Regions from separate parts of the Mus musculus genome. Here region 1 is linked to region 2. Evidence: chromatin contacts called from public Hi-C data. All regions are on one chromosome and are shown on one strand. Each heading gives the region's core, a stretch centred on a gene start, on an enhancer-like site or on the middle of the called end of the contact. The rest is flanking DNA. Distances are from core to core; before and after follow the strand shown.

Region 1 (7,250 bases), core at 1,465-3,964, 230 kb before region 2:
GTGCATATATCTCAACTTCCAAACCTGAAAGAGACAAGAGAAACAATAGAAACAATGAAGAAGATGAAGAAAAAAAATACCCAGGGGGGTGGGGGAGAGACTGTGACCAACTACAGAGGATATGCTCTAAGTGTAACTGGGATACAAAAGAGGAAGGGAAAAGGAGGCAGAAGAAATCTTTAAATAGTGTCACTGAGAACTTCTTCCAGATTAATGCTAACACCATATACCCACAAAGCCCAGAAAGCACCAAGCAGAAGTAACAAAATAGACAGCAGGCACCTTGCTTCCAAGCTATGGAAAAATCAAAGAAAACCCAGCAAAAAGCTGGAAGACAAAAACACCTTATTCAAAACAATGACATCTGACTTCTCCTTAGAAACTGTACTAAAAGAAGAGAATGGAGAGAAGTTATTTAAAGTGTTGAGTGAAAGAAAATCCACAAACTTAGAATTCAGTACTGGGAAATCATCCTCTTCGAGGGACAGGAAATAAAGACTCTCAGATGAACAAAAGTGACAAATGTCCGAAGCTCAGATCCACATTAGGAAAGAGAGTTGGGGAATGAATAAGTAAATATAAAATAGAAACTCTAAAACACAGGAAACTCAAGAAGAACGAAGACCAAAGTGTGGACACTTTGCCCCTTCTTAGAATTGGGAACAAAACACCCATGGAAGGAGTTACAGAGACAAAGTCTGGAGCTGAGACGAAAGGATGGACCATCTAGAAACTGCCATATCCGGGGATCCATCCCATAATCAGCTTCCAAATGCTGACACCATTGCATACACTAGCAAGATTTTGCTGAAAGGACCCAGATATAGCTGTCTCTTGTGAGACTATGCCAGGGCCTAGCAAACACAGAAGTGGATGCTCACAGTCAGCTATTGGATGGATCACAGGGCCCCCAATGGAGGAGCTAGAGAAAGTAATCAAGGAGCTAAAGGGATCTGCAACCCTATAGGTGGAACAACAATATGAACTAACCAGTACCTCCCGGAGCTCGTGTCTCTAGCTGCATATGTAGCAGAAGATGGCCTAGTCAGCCATCAGTGGAAAGAGAGGCCCATTGGTCGTGCAAACTTTATATGCCTCAGTACAGGGGAACGCCAGGGTCAAGAAGTGGGAGTGGGGGACAGGAATGGGTGGGGGACTTTTTAGGATAGCATTGGAACTATAAATGAAATAAATACCTAGTAACAAAAATAAAATAGAAACTCTTATTCTCATTTATAGTTTATCTAATAGCAGTTATCCCAAAACAGAGGAAACTATACATATATATGTATATATATATATATATATATATATATATATATATATATATACACATACATATATACATATATACACACACACACATACATACACATATATACATATATATATGATTATATCATACATATATATATGATTATGTAAACATATAAACAAAAGTATGATAATGATGACATAAATAATAAGCTGGAACGTTTTGTTGTTTTCAGGCACCAGCACTGCCTGTGATGTTGTGTAGCACTGTCTGAAGGTGCACAGATTAGTTATACATGTAGAGTCCATATTCTGAGAAGCTGTAAGATAGTATTTTAAAAAACATAGGTGTTATGGTAAGAGAAAAGAAGTAGAATTATATAAAATGCAAAAAATCATAAAAGGAAGAAAGAGTGGAAACATTTTAAAATGGAACAAAAACTGAGGCAACAAATAGAAAATGGTCACAAGTGAGGTGGATGTGAACCCAGTTTTATCCATAACTATTCTGAATATCTGTCTGAATGCGGAAATTGAAAGACAGTTTGTCAGTGTCTTAGTCAGGGTTTCTATTCCTGTACAAACATCAGGACCAAGAAGCAAGTTGGGGAGGAAAGAGTTTATTCAGCTTACACTTCCACACAGTTGTTCATCACCAAAGGAAGTCAGGACTGGAACCCAAGCAGGTCAGGAAGCAGGAGCTGATGAAGAAGCCATGGAGGGATGTTTCTTACTGGCTTGCTTCCCCTGGCTTGCTCAGCTTGCTTTCTTATAGAACCCAGCACCTCCAGCCCAGGGGTGGCACCACCTGTAGTCTCTCCTCCCCCAGCCTGAAACCTGCTTGTTCAGGGGTGGAGCTTCCTGCTCATTCGTTCTGCCACGTCCACTGCTGGAACCTGCGGAGCCACACATGTGCTCACCTTTCTACTGGACCAGAGATTGTTTGGAGGGAATTGGGTCCCCTCCCCCCTCCTTCATAACTAGTGTCGCAACAATAAAATTTGAGCTTTGATCAGAATGAATTTGTCTTAGCTCCGTTTCTTCTTTCGCCCCGTCTAAATTCCTCTCTTACAGCTCGAGTAGCCTTCTCAGTCAAACCGTTCATGTTGCAAGCTGCTGGCGGCCACAACAACCACCCACAAGGGGCCCTCCCACACTTGATCATGGAGGCATTTCTTTAAGGGAGGCTCCTTTCTCTGATAATTCCAGCTAGTGTTAAGTTGACACACAAAACCAGCCAGTACAGTCAGAGAATATCAAAAGACAAGTCTCTCCATTGTGTAGAAGAATCCTGCTTTCCTTCTGAGGAGTTACACTCTTAGAGAACTGACTCTAGAGGCTGTAAGGGTTCCTTGGTAAGGGGTAGGACTTCAGGTCCAGCTCCTCTCGATGCTGGGATTTGATGCTGGGGTTTGGTACAGATCATGTGCATCTTGTCACAGCTGCTGTGAGTGTGTGTGCAGCCTTCCCAGTGTGTTTGGAAAACAATGCTCCCTTGTATTCAACCGCCATCTCTGGCTCATACACCCATTCTGTCTCCTCTTCCACAACAATCTCAGGGGCTGGTAGTTAACTGCACTCTGGTAGAAGGCCACATATTCAAGAATAGCTGAGCATCACAAATTGGTCTTGGTGAGTACTTAATGTGTTAAGAACATAAAATTGAGTGGGTAAGAAGGTGGGGGAGGATGTGAGAGGAGTTGGGAAGGGTAGATATGATCATAACACTTTGTATGAAACTTCAACTAATAAAAATATTTTAGAAGTCTACATTTTAATATATAGATATATACACTAAAAATAAGTGGAGAAAGACAGACTAGTCCAGAGAAAGGCAACAAAGAGTAGGGGAAGCTATGTAATACCCAAGCAAAACTGGTTTGAAAAAAAAAAGTGTTGGGCTTAAAAGGGCCTTTATATAGGGATAAAGGATTCAATAATCCTTAGTATGCTTATGAGTAACAACAAAATATAAAAACACATGCAGTCAAATCTAATAAGAATTGTAAGTGGAAACGGATAAATCCACTACTTTTGCTGGAGTTTTCAGTACTCTCTATCAGAGAGACACACATACAGGACAGAAAATCTGTAAGAACACATCTGAACTCAACAGGACTGTCAATCTATCAGATGTACGAGGCATTTATAGACATGTCCATCCAATAGAAACAGAGGGCATGAGTCTGGTAGGCTAATTTTGGGAGTGGGACGTTCACCAAGGCAGACCATGTCCTGAGAGACTTAGCACCTCAAAGAACAGAAAACATTGATTTTCTGTTTGCATAGCATGGTGGAAAGGGCCTAGGAAGCAATAAGAGAAGGATTCTGGTATCCCTACCCCACCTGAGCTGCTGGCATTCAAGCAATAATATTGGTCCACGAAAATCACTGAAGAAAAAGTTTTAAATACTTTAAATAAATGCACAGCTTGTTGAAGTTTGTGAAGTACAGAAAGAGCAGTGCTTAGAGGCAAATGCATATTATTGTGTGCACGTATTAGGCAAGAACACAGGTCTTAGGCCAATTATTTACACTTTCACCATAGGAGACTAGAAAAAGAAGACCAAAGTAAGATAAAAGAAGAAATAATGAAGTTGGTACAGAGATCAATGAAATTAAAAACAGAAAATCAATAGAAGAAATCAGTAAAAACCAAAAGCTTCTTATTTAATAAAATCAGTAAATCTTTTTCCAGGCTAAGGGGGAAAAAAGGACGAAGACACAGTGGCCACTGTCATAAGGAAAGAGGGGAACTCTATTGAAGACACACTGGCCACTGTCATAAGGAAAGAGGGGAACTCTATTTCATGGGAATCATATATGTAAGACAGGGGTAATTTGAGAGTCTCTGTGCCTGCACTGTGACTGCTTCAATGAAAGAAAACCTCTAACCAAAAGCCACAATCTGTCAAAACTCACACAGAAAGGAACAGCCTGAACAGGCCTGTGCTCATTACAGAAAGCGAGCCAATAAATAATACAGCAAGTATCAGCCTCAGGCTCGTTTACTGGTGGCTCTTCCAGACATTAAAGGAGGTGACAAAAATCAATCATCTGTAGACTTTTTGAGAAGATACAAGCAGAGACTACTTCCCAGTTTACTCTGTGCGCCCCCCCATCACCCTAATGTAGAAACCATTTAAAGAGGTTGTGAGAGAAGAAAGCTATTAAGCAGTATCTTCGAAGCACTGACGCAAAACTCAGTAATACTAGCAAATCAATCTAGGGCAGACAGATGGCTCCTGGACTAAAGATGCTTACTTGGAAGGCCTGATGATGCGAGTTTGACCACCAGAATCCACAATGGAAGGGAAGAACCAAGTCCTGAAAGATGGGTTTTTTTTTTTTGACTCCACATATGCGGTATGGCACATGCACATGCATACACTAATAAAAATGAAGTAAAATATAAATTTTATGAAGTAAATAGATAATTTTTTAAAAAAATGTTGTGGGCTGGAAAGATTGCTCAGAGGTAAAGTATTTGCTGTTCAATCATGAAAAGTTGACTTTGGGTCTCTTTAGGTTACATATAAAAGCCAAGTTTGACAATGTATACCTATAACCTTGTACTGGGAGACCAGAGATGGGCAAATACTGGGGAGTCACTGTTTAGGCAGTTTCGGTGAAATGGTTAACTTCAGGTTCAGTGAAGAGATGCTGTGCCAAAACACATGGAAAGTGATAGAGGAGAGCACCCAGTGTCAACCTCTGGCCTCCACATGCCACCACAGTTATATCAAGAAGTGCTTGCAAGGCACCTAGCAAACTCTTCACTAACCCAAATTTCAAAGCAAAATGAAACAAAAAAGTCTTAGCAAACTGGAAGTTAATAGGAGTCTCCTTAACTCAATAACGCTCTCTATAAGAGTCTGCGGATAACTCACACGTAATGCAGGGAAAGTCAACACTTTGCCACTAGGACCCCAAGCAAGCCAAGCTGGCCTCTTTTCGCTGCTCTTCTTGTGATTAAACTGAAGAGCAGACTAATGAATCAAAATATAAAATAGAAATGAAAAGTATGCAGATGGTGAAAGTAGGCACGAAGCTGTCTTTGTATGTAGAGATATTTGATCGTCTATTTAGAAATTCTAAAAATATGTTTAAAACCTCTTGAAACTAATTCATATAGCACGCCTAGAAGGTTAAGTGTTAGTACCCAAAAGGCAATTAATTTCCTATTCAAGGGAAGTGAACAGGTAAATTTAAAAAAGAAAACCCCACAATGCTGTGTATATAAGCATGCTCAAAAGCACTTTGATTTAAATATAATAAAATAATGTAAAGTCTCTGTGAAGAAAACTATAAAACTCTGAGAGAAATTAAAGAATCAAATGGAGAAACAGACACTGTTCATGAATAGAAAACTCAGTGTTGAGATGTTGGTCTTCTCAACCTGTTGTATAGATTCAATCCACTCAACCAAACTCGTTGCAATTTATTTTGTGGGTATCAATAAAGAAAGTCTAAATTAATATAAGGAGACCAGTGGTCCAGGATATCCCAGAGGATACTGAAGAAAGAACAGAACTGGAGATTTAATTTTCTCTGAGATGTGACAGGGAGTCACAGTATTTGTGAAGGAATAAATCAGTGAATCAATGGAAAGGAATAAAGATACCAGAAATAAGCCCACGTAATCTAATGAAGTGATCTGTTCTCATTGATTCTCTGTGGCTGGGATAAAAACAGGACACAAAGCAGACTCCAGAGGAAAGGATTTATCTCAGCTTCCGGGTTGCAGACCATCCTGAAGGGAGTCAGAGCAGGAACTCAAGGCAGGAGCCCAAAGGCAGGAACCAAAGCAAAGGCTATGGAGGATGCAGCTTTCTGACTTGCCAGCTAGCTTTCTTACGTTAACATTGGTCCCCTACCTGAGGATGGACCTGCCTACAATGGGCTGGATACTACCACATCAATTAGCAATTAAGAAAAAAAAGTGTCTCGTGGAGGCAGAGACAGGCTGATCTCTGCAATTCTAAGCCAGCCTGGACTTCAAAGCAGTTGCAAGACAACCAGGGCTGTTATGCAGAAAAACCCTGACTAGCAAAACAAAGCAAACAAGCAAGCAAGCAAGCAAGCAAGCAAACAAGCAAGCAAGCAAGCAAACAACATCAAAAAGAAACAAAACAAATAAAAAACCCAAAATAAACAACAAAGTCTCAGAGACGTTTCCATAGCAAAACCTGTTGGACCAAACTCCTCAGTTGAGGTTCCCTCTTTCCATGTGAGAAATTTATGACAAATTGACAGGAAGAACTAACTAGCTAACCAGCTAACCAGCTAACCAGCACATGGTCTTTGCAAGGGGCAAAGATAATCTAATGGCACAAAGATGGACTTTTCAGTAGATGTACTGTAACAACTAGAAGTCTACAAGCAAAAAGGAAAAAGGGAAATTAAAGAAAAGAAAGGGGAAGAAAAGAAAGAAAGAGAGAGAGAAAGAGAGAGAGAAAGAAAGAAAGAGAGAGAGAAAGAAAGAGAGAAAGGAAGGAAGGAAGGAAGAAAGAAAGAAAGAAAGAAAGAAAGAAAGAAAGAAAGAAAGAAAGAAAGAAAGAAAGAAAGAAAGAAAGAAAGAAAGGAAAAGAAAGAAAGAAAGGCAGGAAGGAAGAAAGGCAGGCAGGCAGGCAGGTAGGGAGGAAGGAAGGAAGAAGACAAATTTACCACTCCTTTTCAGAAAAAATACTTCCAAGATGGGTCCATGGACATAAATGTAAAACCTCAAACTGAAAATAAAAGTCTTAGAAAACATTATAAAAGAAAATTAAAATAATTTAGATGTCTTTCAGTTCAATGATGACATGTTACAACACACCAGAGAAAATTACAAAAAAAAAAGAGTTGATAAGTATAATTTGACAAAAATTTTAATTTCTGATCTGCAAAATATACCTCAAGGAAATAAAGGGGTCTCAAAGGTTGATCATGTCAAATGATGGCAAGATCTTAGGGACCCCAGGTATTCCTAGTCCCTGCTGATGGCAACCCAGTAA
Region 2 (7,470 bases), core at 81-2,580:
CACCCACGCCTCTTTTCCTCTTCTGCCCTGTGTTACAGAAGGGTGTGAGGCTCAGCCCTGTTCCCTCATTATTTGCAAATGACCAGATTTGACTCTACGGTTTGAGGCAGACAAGGGAGAGCAAGCTTGGTGGGCAGAAGGTCTGGATTCTCAGCCCTCTCCTAAGTAGGCATTGGGCCCTTCCCAGTCCTGTATCTTTTATAATATGGCCTGTGGGAATGGCCCTTGTCAACTGTAAAGAACTTGGCAAATGCCAATGCTCTGAGAGTCATACTATGTTTACTATGCCCTCATGCCTGTGTTGAGAGGCTAATTCTCCACGTGGTGATATTTGAGGCTGACCCTCTTTGGAAAATAGAGTTTCATGGGAGCAGGACCCTGTTCTGATAGGAGGAAGGGCCCTATAGTGTGTCACATCATCCCTACAAAGCTGTTAACAAATGTGTACTCACCACAGATAGGGAACTGACCACGGACCTAAGTACGGATACTACCAAAGTCCAACTGGTTAAATCAATGAGTTTTATTGAAGTTAGTTACAGACGCAGAAATGACTCAAAGGCAGCTACATCACCACAGCTCACCACAGCATGAGTGACAGCTCACGAAAGCTGGGAATAGGGACTTATGCATAACCTGCAGGCCACTCAGCAGGCTGGAGAATGTTCTTTCCAGCTGGCTCAGTTGTTCTATGCCTCCTCTAGCCAGCTCGTCTGATCTCTGCTTCTTCCAGAAAAGAGGCCTGGTTTTTGAGAGTATCTCTTGTCAGGCCTTACAGCTTATATATGCTTGGGAGGAAGGGCCTAGAAAAGCTGGTCAGTTTTAGGAACTTCCTGAAGCCTTTTAAGTTGATCTGGGGAGCCTGACCTTAATCTTCTACCCCAGGATGTCAGGATTACCTTGGCGAAATACAGGTTCAGCTTCCTAGAATGTCTTTGCATGCAAATCACACGTCTTCAGAACCTTAAACCTCAGCCAATGAAACTTCAACCTGAGAAGAATCCCTTCCCACTTTCTAGAGTTCTATATATAGCTCTTGATTCACCCCAAATTAAGTATATGTACACAAGCTGTTTTGTTGACTATCATCCAAGAGAGCTGTTTTCTAAAAGAGCTGTAACACTGAAATCTTTGGAGACCTCCCTCCATCCCCTGGCATTCACTATCAGACCTAGATCCTGCTGATCCACCAGTTCTGGACTTTATCCTTTCTCTCCTGCTGTGCAAGAAAAGACGAGGACCTGGGAACTCGGCTCTGCTCCACCCTTCCCTGCTTTGTGTGCAGCAGTGCCTGGACATCCCAAGGGCGGAAGCAAAAAACAGAACCACACTTGACAAGCTTCCCTGCAGAATTGAATGTCCTTTGTGTCCCCTAAGACACAAAGAATATTTTGTGTCTCAAGGGACTTACTTTGAAAATGGACAGTTTTGTCTTAGAGAAAATTAATGAATAGACAATACCTGTGGTGGTTTAAATGAGGAATGTCCCCTGTTGGCTAGGGTATTTGAAAACTTCAAGTCAGTTTCAAGTCAGTTGTGCTATTTGGAGAGGTTAGGATGGTATACCCTTGCTGGTTGAGGTATATCACTAGAAACAAAGTTTGAGACCATATAGCAATGGTTCTCATCTGCTGGGTCATGACCTCTTTGGGGGTAACCTATCAGATATCCTGCATATCAGATATTTACATTTCAATTCATAACAGTAGCAAAATTACAATTACAAAATAGTTATGATAATTTTATGGCTGGGGTTCCTACAACCAGAGGAACTTTAGTAAAGTATCAAAGAACCACTGCTATCTATATAGCTTCACCCCACTTTCATTTTTGCTCTCTCTGCATCCTATGACCTCCCAGCTTCCTGCTCTTGCCTCCATCTGCTGCTTCCTACCATGCCTCCCCTTTAATGAGCTCTTGTCGCATAAATGTATTTGGTCACAGTGGTTGTCGCAGCAACAGAAAAGTAGCTGATGAACCAACCTATAAGAAAAGGCACCAGAAAGCTGGCTTCCCTTGACTCCTTGTGATGGTTACCTTCCTGTCAAGTTGACACAAGCCGGGGTCACCTGGGAAGAAAGAAGCTCAATTGAGAAAACACCTCTACCTGACTGCCCTGTGGGCAAGTCTGTGGGGGCATTTTCTTGATTGATAGTTAACGTGGGAGGGCCCAGTCCACTGAGACCAGCATCACCATAGAGCATGTGATCCTGTGGTGTGAGCAAGTTGAGCAGACCATGAGGAGCTAGCTAGGAAGTGACATTTTTCCCGGCCACTGCTTCAGTTCCTACTTCTAGGTTCTTGAATCTCTGCCTTGTGAACTCCCTTGGTGATATAGTCTGTGATTGGAATGTGCAAACCAAATGAACCTTTTCCCCCTCAAGTTGGTCACAGCAACAGTAATCAAACTAGGACAGTCCCATGTTGGAACATAGTGATGACATGGGTGTTGGTAATCCAGGAAGAGGCTCTCCTCACGACATTGATGTCCACTGATGTCCTGACACTGAGACTTCTGAACTGTGGGAAATCAAAGGCTATGACTGAGCTACGGTTTTTTGTTAGAGTGTTTTGTTGTGACAGGTTCGGTAGAAAGAGGGCAGCATGCTGGCTCGCTCTCAGATCGTCAGGGATATACAACCTGCACCCTTAGGAAGGAAAGTCTCCAGGACAGACCTTCAGAAGCCTAAGTCCTAGTGTCCCTGGTCGTGGCTCATTTTGGGGCCCTCTGTGTTCTAATCTCATCTTTTTCTAAGGATGCCAGTCAGACTGGAATGAGGACCACTCTATGGCCCCCTTTGTGTTAGTTACCTATTACTTGTAAGTTACTATCTCCAGATACAGTCACCTTTGAGGCACAGGTCATCAGGGATCAACCCATAAACATTTGTGAACATGTAACTTCCCATGGCAGTATTCAGTACATGCCTTTCCTATAAGGAAGGTCGGAGTCGAAATTTGTCTTTTCCATACATACTGTTGTTGGTCATTCAAATTTCTCCAGCCACCTGGCAACACTGGTGAACAATGTCTACACAAGTATGTGTAGACTTCTCCCACCACAAATGTACTGTGTGTTCGCAGAAGGTCTGTAGCAGCACTGGAAGCCACACAGACATGTATCAGGAGTCACATGATGTGTTTACATGATGAAATGTCACACCACAGCAATATCGAAGCGACAACTGCACACAACACCCTAGATGAACCTCACAAACATAAAATTGAACAAAAGAAGCTGAACCCAGAAGAGCAAAGGTGATGAACAAAGGTGATATACAAACAGGCAATGTTGAGGAAGACATAGTCTATGTCAGCAGTCCACACAGTGTTCATACCACAGGGCAGGAGGTGCAAAGGAACCAGAAGGGCGTACAGAAATGCCCCATTGCTTCATCTGCAGACTGTTTAAACCCATGCAATCTCTGAAAACTCTACTATGCACCAAGGGGGAGAAAAATTTGGGGAAGATACCCGGTGTCAGCTTCTGACCTCTGCACACATATACATACATGTCCATCCACATCCATACCCAACACAAATGCATACACAAATAAAGATATAGTGATTTAAGTGCTTTATTGGGGTGAGTGAGAAGTCTCCGTAGCAAAGAGCACATATTGCTCTCCCAGATGATCTCATTTCTGTTCCCAGCACCCATTCTGGTGGCTTGCAACTACGTGTAACTCCAGTGCCAGAGGATCTGGCACCCTCTTCTGGCCTTTCTGGATACTTGCACTCACATACTCATATCCCTATAAACACACACAAAGACACATAATTTAAAAATATTGAAGTCTTTAAAAATGTGTTTTAGGGGAAGTTGTGGGAAGATAGTAACTCTTCTGGAGAGAAAAGTCTTTTTTCTAGAATGTCTTCTATGATGGTTTGAATGAAAATCACCCCCTCTAGGCTTATCTGTTTGAATATTTGGATACTCAGTCCACACTGGGTGGAACCATTTGGAAAGTATTAGGAGGCACGGCCTTGTCAGAGAAGGTGTGTCATTGGGTGTGCACTTTGAGCTTTTAAAAGTGCATGCCATTCCCAGTTAGCTCTCTCTGCCCCATACTTGTGAATGAAGATGTGAGCTCTCAGGTGTTCCTGCTCCAGTGCCTTTGCTCCGCCATCATGGACTCTAACCCTCTGAAACCATAACCCCAATTAGACAGTTCCTTCTACAATTTGCCTTGGTCGTTGTTACTTTGCCACAAAGTAACTAAGACAGCTTCATAAAGAGATATTAAGTAAAACCCAAACCTCTTCCTTCTGTGTCTAATGTCCCAGTGCCAATTTATGCTCAGCTCAGGTTGACCTCTGCCACTCTCAGGCACCTGGGACCTGATATGAGCTCTCCCAGTGCCTGGCCATCATGAAGTACTCTCCATTTCCCCAAACTACAGGCTACAAAGGCTGCTGCATTCTGGCATCCGTTCCTCAGAAGATTCACCTCCCTGACTTGCTTGCCCTTCATAGAGCCCTTTGTTGGACCAAGCCTGTGAGTAGAAGCACTTTCCTAGTCCCAAGCCAGGAGGCAGATGGCACGTTTCTGCACCCTGCCCCCAACTGCTGCCTCTTTTATAATTTGTAGGATGTGAGACTACACCTGCTCCCTGACCCTGATCCTCAGGAGAAGGCGCGCTTTCCTCTGACCCAGATTCTGTGCCTTTGACTGTGAATAAAGAAGTTAGACTTATGCCCCCAGAGATTGAGGCTTTGCAAGGCGCTTGCTCAGATCAGATGAGAGAAAGAAAGCAGGTCTGCTCAGGGTCTGAGGTCATTGTTAGTGGGAAGAATGCTGGCCAGAGGGGCTACAGAAAGAGCCTGCTCTCGTGGGCAGCCCTGGGAAGAATGCATCCTGCTCAGAGTTTCAAGGTGCCTCTTCTGCTTCTTTTAAAAGCCTTATGGAGGTGCAATTTACCTACCATAAAATTCTCCTTTCTAAGGGCACAATTCCCTGATCATTGGTTTATTACAGAGCTGTGCAGCCAGCAGCACAATCCAATTTTAGAGCGTTCCCATCCCTCCCTAAAGGAATGGCTGTGCCCATTAATGTTCACTCCGTTGTTCCTGAAATCTACCCCCAAGCTCTACCAACCACTAGCCTACTTTCTGTCTCTGTAGACATGCCTGTTCTGAATATGATACCATTCCCTGCAAATGGTAGGTATCATAGAGCATGTGGGGGTTTTCTGTGTGGCTTCTTTCACTTAGTGCAATGTGTCAGAGGCACACTTGCCAGGGCTTACAGCAGGACTTAGGTCCTTTTCACTGTCTTGTACTCTTCCACTGTATGGATATACCACATCTGGCTCGCTCATAACCCAGAGGATGGGCGTTTGGGTTTCCCCCACATTTTCAGCTATTCTAACTCCTACCCCCATGAATATTGCACACAAGGCCTTCTATATAGATGCTATATTTTAAGCTCTCTATAGATACTATAGTTTTTATTTCTCTAGAGTTGATACACAGGTGTGACATTGCTATTTCGTGTGGCCTCTCCTCAGCATTATGAAGAACTGCCATATTGTATTTCCAAAGCAGCTTCACCCATCACTCTGAATTCTTATCAGCACTTACCATTGTCTGGGGCTTTGTTTCTAGTCATCACAGTGTGTATGAAATGGTATCTCCATGTGGCTTTCATTTCCCAGGGGCTGTTTATGTGTTTATTGTACTTTGCCTAGGGAGACCTATTTGTTAACTAATATAGAAACAAGGGCACCCCGCCCCAAGCAAACATGACTGTCTAAAAGACTGCAGTCATCACTCTGCCATTTACTGAGCCAGTTTAATACAGCTATGAACATCAATAGTGTGGGGCAGTGGACTGTGCCACCAGATAGAAAACCTGGTAAGGTCAAGCAGGTTCAGGAACCCTGACAAGTCTCATAATTGAGAACGGTTCCAGTCCAGGAACACATGACCAAGACACCCCATTGAGATGACTGTGACAATCAGTCACTTAGGAATAATACCTGAAGTCCTTCCACATGCAGATGAGGCATCCTTAACATCATAGACCAAGACAATTGAAAGCATCTGCTTCTAGATTTCAACCCATCCCCAAATGTTTATAAGATCCTATCCACAAGGAATAAAGTACATGAGTTAATTCCCCAAAGGCCATCTGGGAGTGCCTGTCTTATTGAGCTGTAACACTCCAGGGAAGAGTTTTCTCCCTGAGACTTTGGCCTTCGCTGGACTTCGACCTGGCCTAACCACGTGTGAGAACCTGACTGCACTTCCTGCTCAGTGGCCCTGATGTTGGCCCCTAGCTGCCCACTGCATCTAGCTGCCTGCCACCTATTCTCAGGCAGCAGCAGCTGTGGAAGAGGCCCTGTAGTCCACCTTGCTCTGGCTTCCCCTCTGAGAGCTGTAACTCTGGCTGCTCCAGCTAGGCCAGAGCAGCAGATTCCCATGAACAGTGTCTGGTACACAGACCTACAGACTGGCAACTATGTTGGGAACACAACATTCTGCATATCTTAGCTAAACTTCATTTCTGCTATCCATACCACATTTGGTAGATGAAGATATGGAGCAGGACTTGAACTGGGAAGAACTGACACCAAAGTTGATGTTCTTCAATCCCCTCCTGTGTTTCTGTAGCCAGACATGTTCTGTCATCCTATGTCCATGAAATAAGTGCTCCAGTCCTTACCCATCAGAGATGGGCCTCAAATAATGAAGAATTTCTCAGATGCTACCTGCTTTAGAGATTAGCTCAATCTCCCTAACCAGCCACGAGCCTGTTCCATCAATGTTCTATTTCAAGACTAGATGGGCAAGTTCAGAGAGGTCAGCCCTCTGAGTCAAGTTCACTCAGCAGAGCTGACAATCAAACGAGCCAGTCTGTTTCTGGAACCTGAGACCTCACATTTCTGAGGTTGTGCTGTCCCTGATCCAGAAAAGGGGCTGAGTTTACTGAACTTACAATGATGAAATAGAGGCCAAGCTATGTTTGTTCTACCCCACCCCCACCCCCCACCATTATGATGAATTAGAGGCACATCTCCCCTCTGCCACTTTCCCATTCTGATGACATAGAGGCAGAACCATGTCCCCTCCTCTCCTTTGTTCTGATGAAATATAAACAAACCCCCTCATACACAATTCAAACCTCACTCCTGTTCACCCTAAGAAAAATAAGTCCTTTGTTATTCTCAGAACAAACCACAATTATCAGGAATCAGAGCCTGGCTGGCACTGCTTTCGGGCTGGCTGACTAGTGTGTGTTCAATGCTGCTGAAACCTCTGGGACCCAGGAGACACTGCACACCTGCTAAATTGGAATGTGCAGCTTAGCAAGATCCACAGGCACTCCATATGACCCTCAGAGATGGAGAAAGAGCCCTGAGAACTGGTGCTCACAGTGACAGCTCCAGCCCTTCTCTGCATACTGATCCTTCCTTGGACACCTTAGGGAAGTCCTGCTCCTGAGCAAGTTTCTTCTGCCAACCTCAC

The links. A called contact is a pair of places that touch in the nucleus more often than the background predicts.
Region 1: a Hi-C map of cortical glia shows a contact between it and region 2, with 1.6 times the contacts expected there. The contact joins two enhancer-like sites. A contact is called at or near these places in 3 of 484 Hi-C or Micro-C datasets (cerebral cortex, cortical glia and forebrain) and 3 of 115 datasets of contacts at active chromatin or transcription factors (SST interneurons, forebrain and neural progenitor cells).

The regions. Positions count from the first base shown.
Region 1 is chr11:71,654,030-71,661,279 of GRCm38.p6, reverse strand. The region is part of intron 2 of Gm33964 (a long non-coding RNA gene); the gene reads right to left. Among named protein-coding and RNA genes, the nearest start is that of Gm33964, 7.6 kb to the right of the region's middle. Within about 2 kb of position 2,714, at least 14 of the 459 cell types and tissues checked have an H3K27ac peak or open chromatin away from gene starts, as enhancers often do. A contact at or near this core is called in cortical glia, where this site is marked.
Region 2 is chr11:71,422,196-71,429,665 of GRCm38.p6, reverse strand. It overlaps Gm16013 (a long non-coding RNA gene), which reads left to right. Exons shown (of 2, transcript XR_388799.3): 2 at 1-1,128. Among named protein-coding and RNA genes, the nearest start is that of Gm16013, 11 kb to the left of the region's middle. Within about 2 kb of position 1,330, at least 9 of the 459 cell types and tissues checked have an H3K27ac peak or open chromatin away from gene starts, as enhancers often do. A contact at or near this core is called in cortical glia, where this site is marked.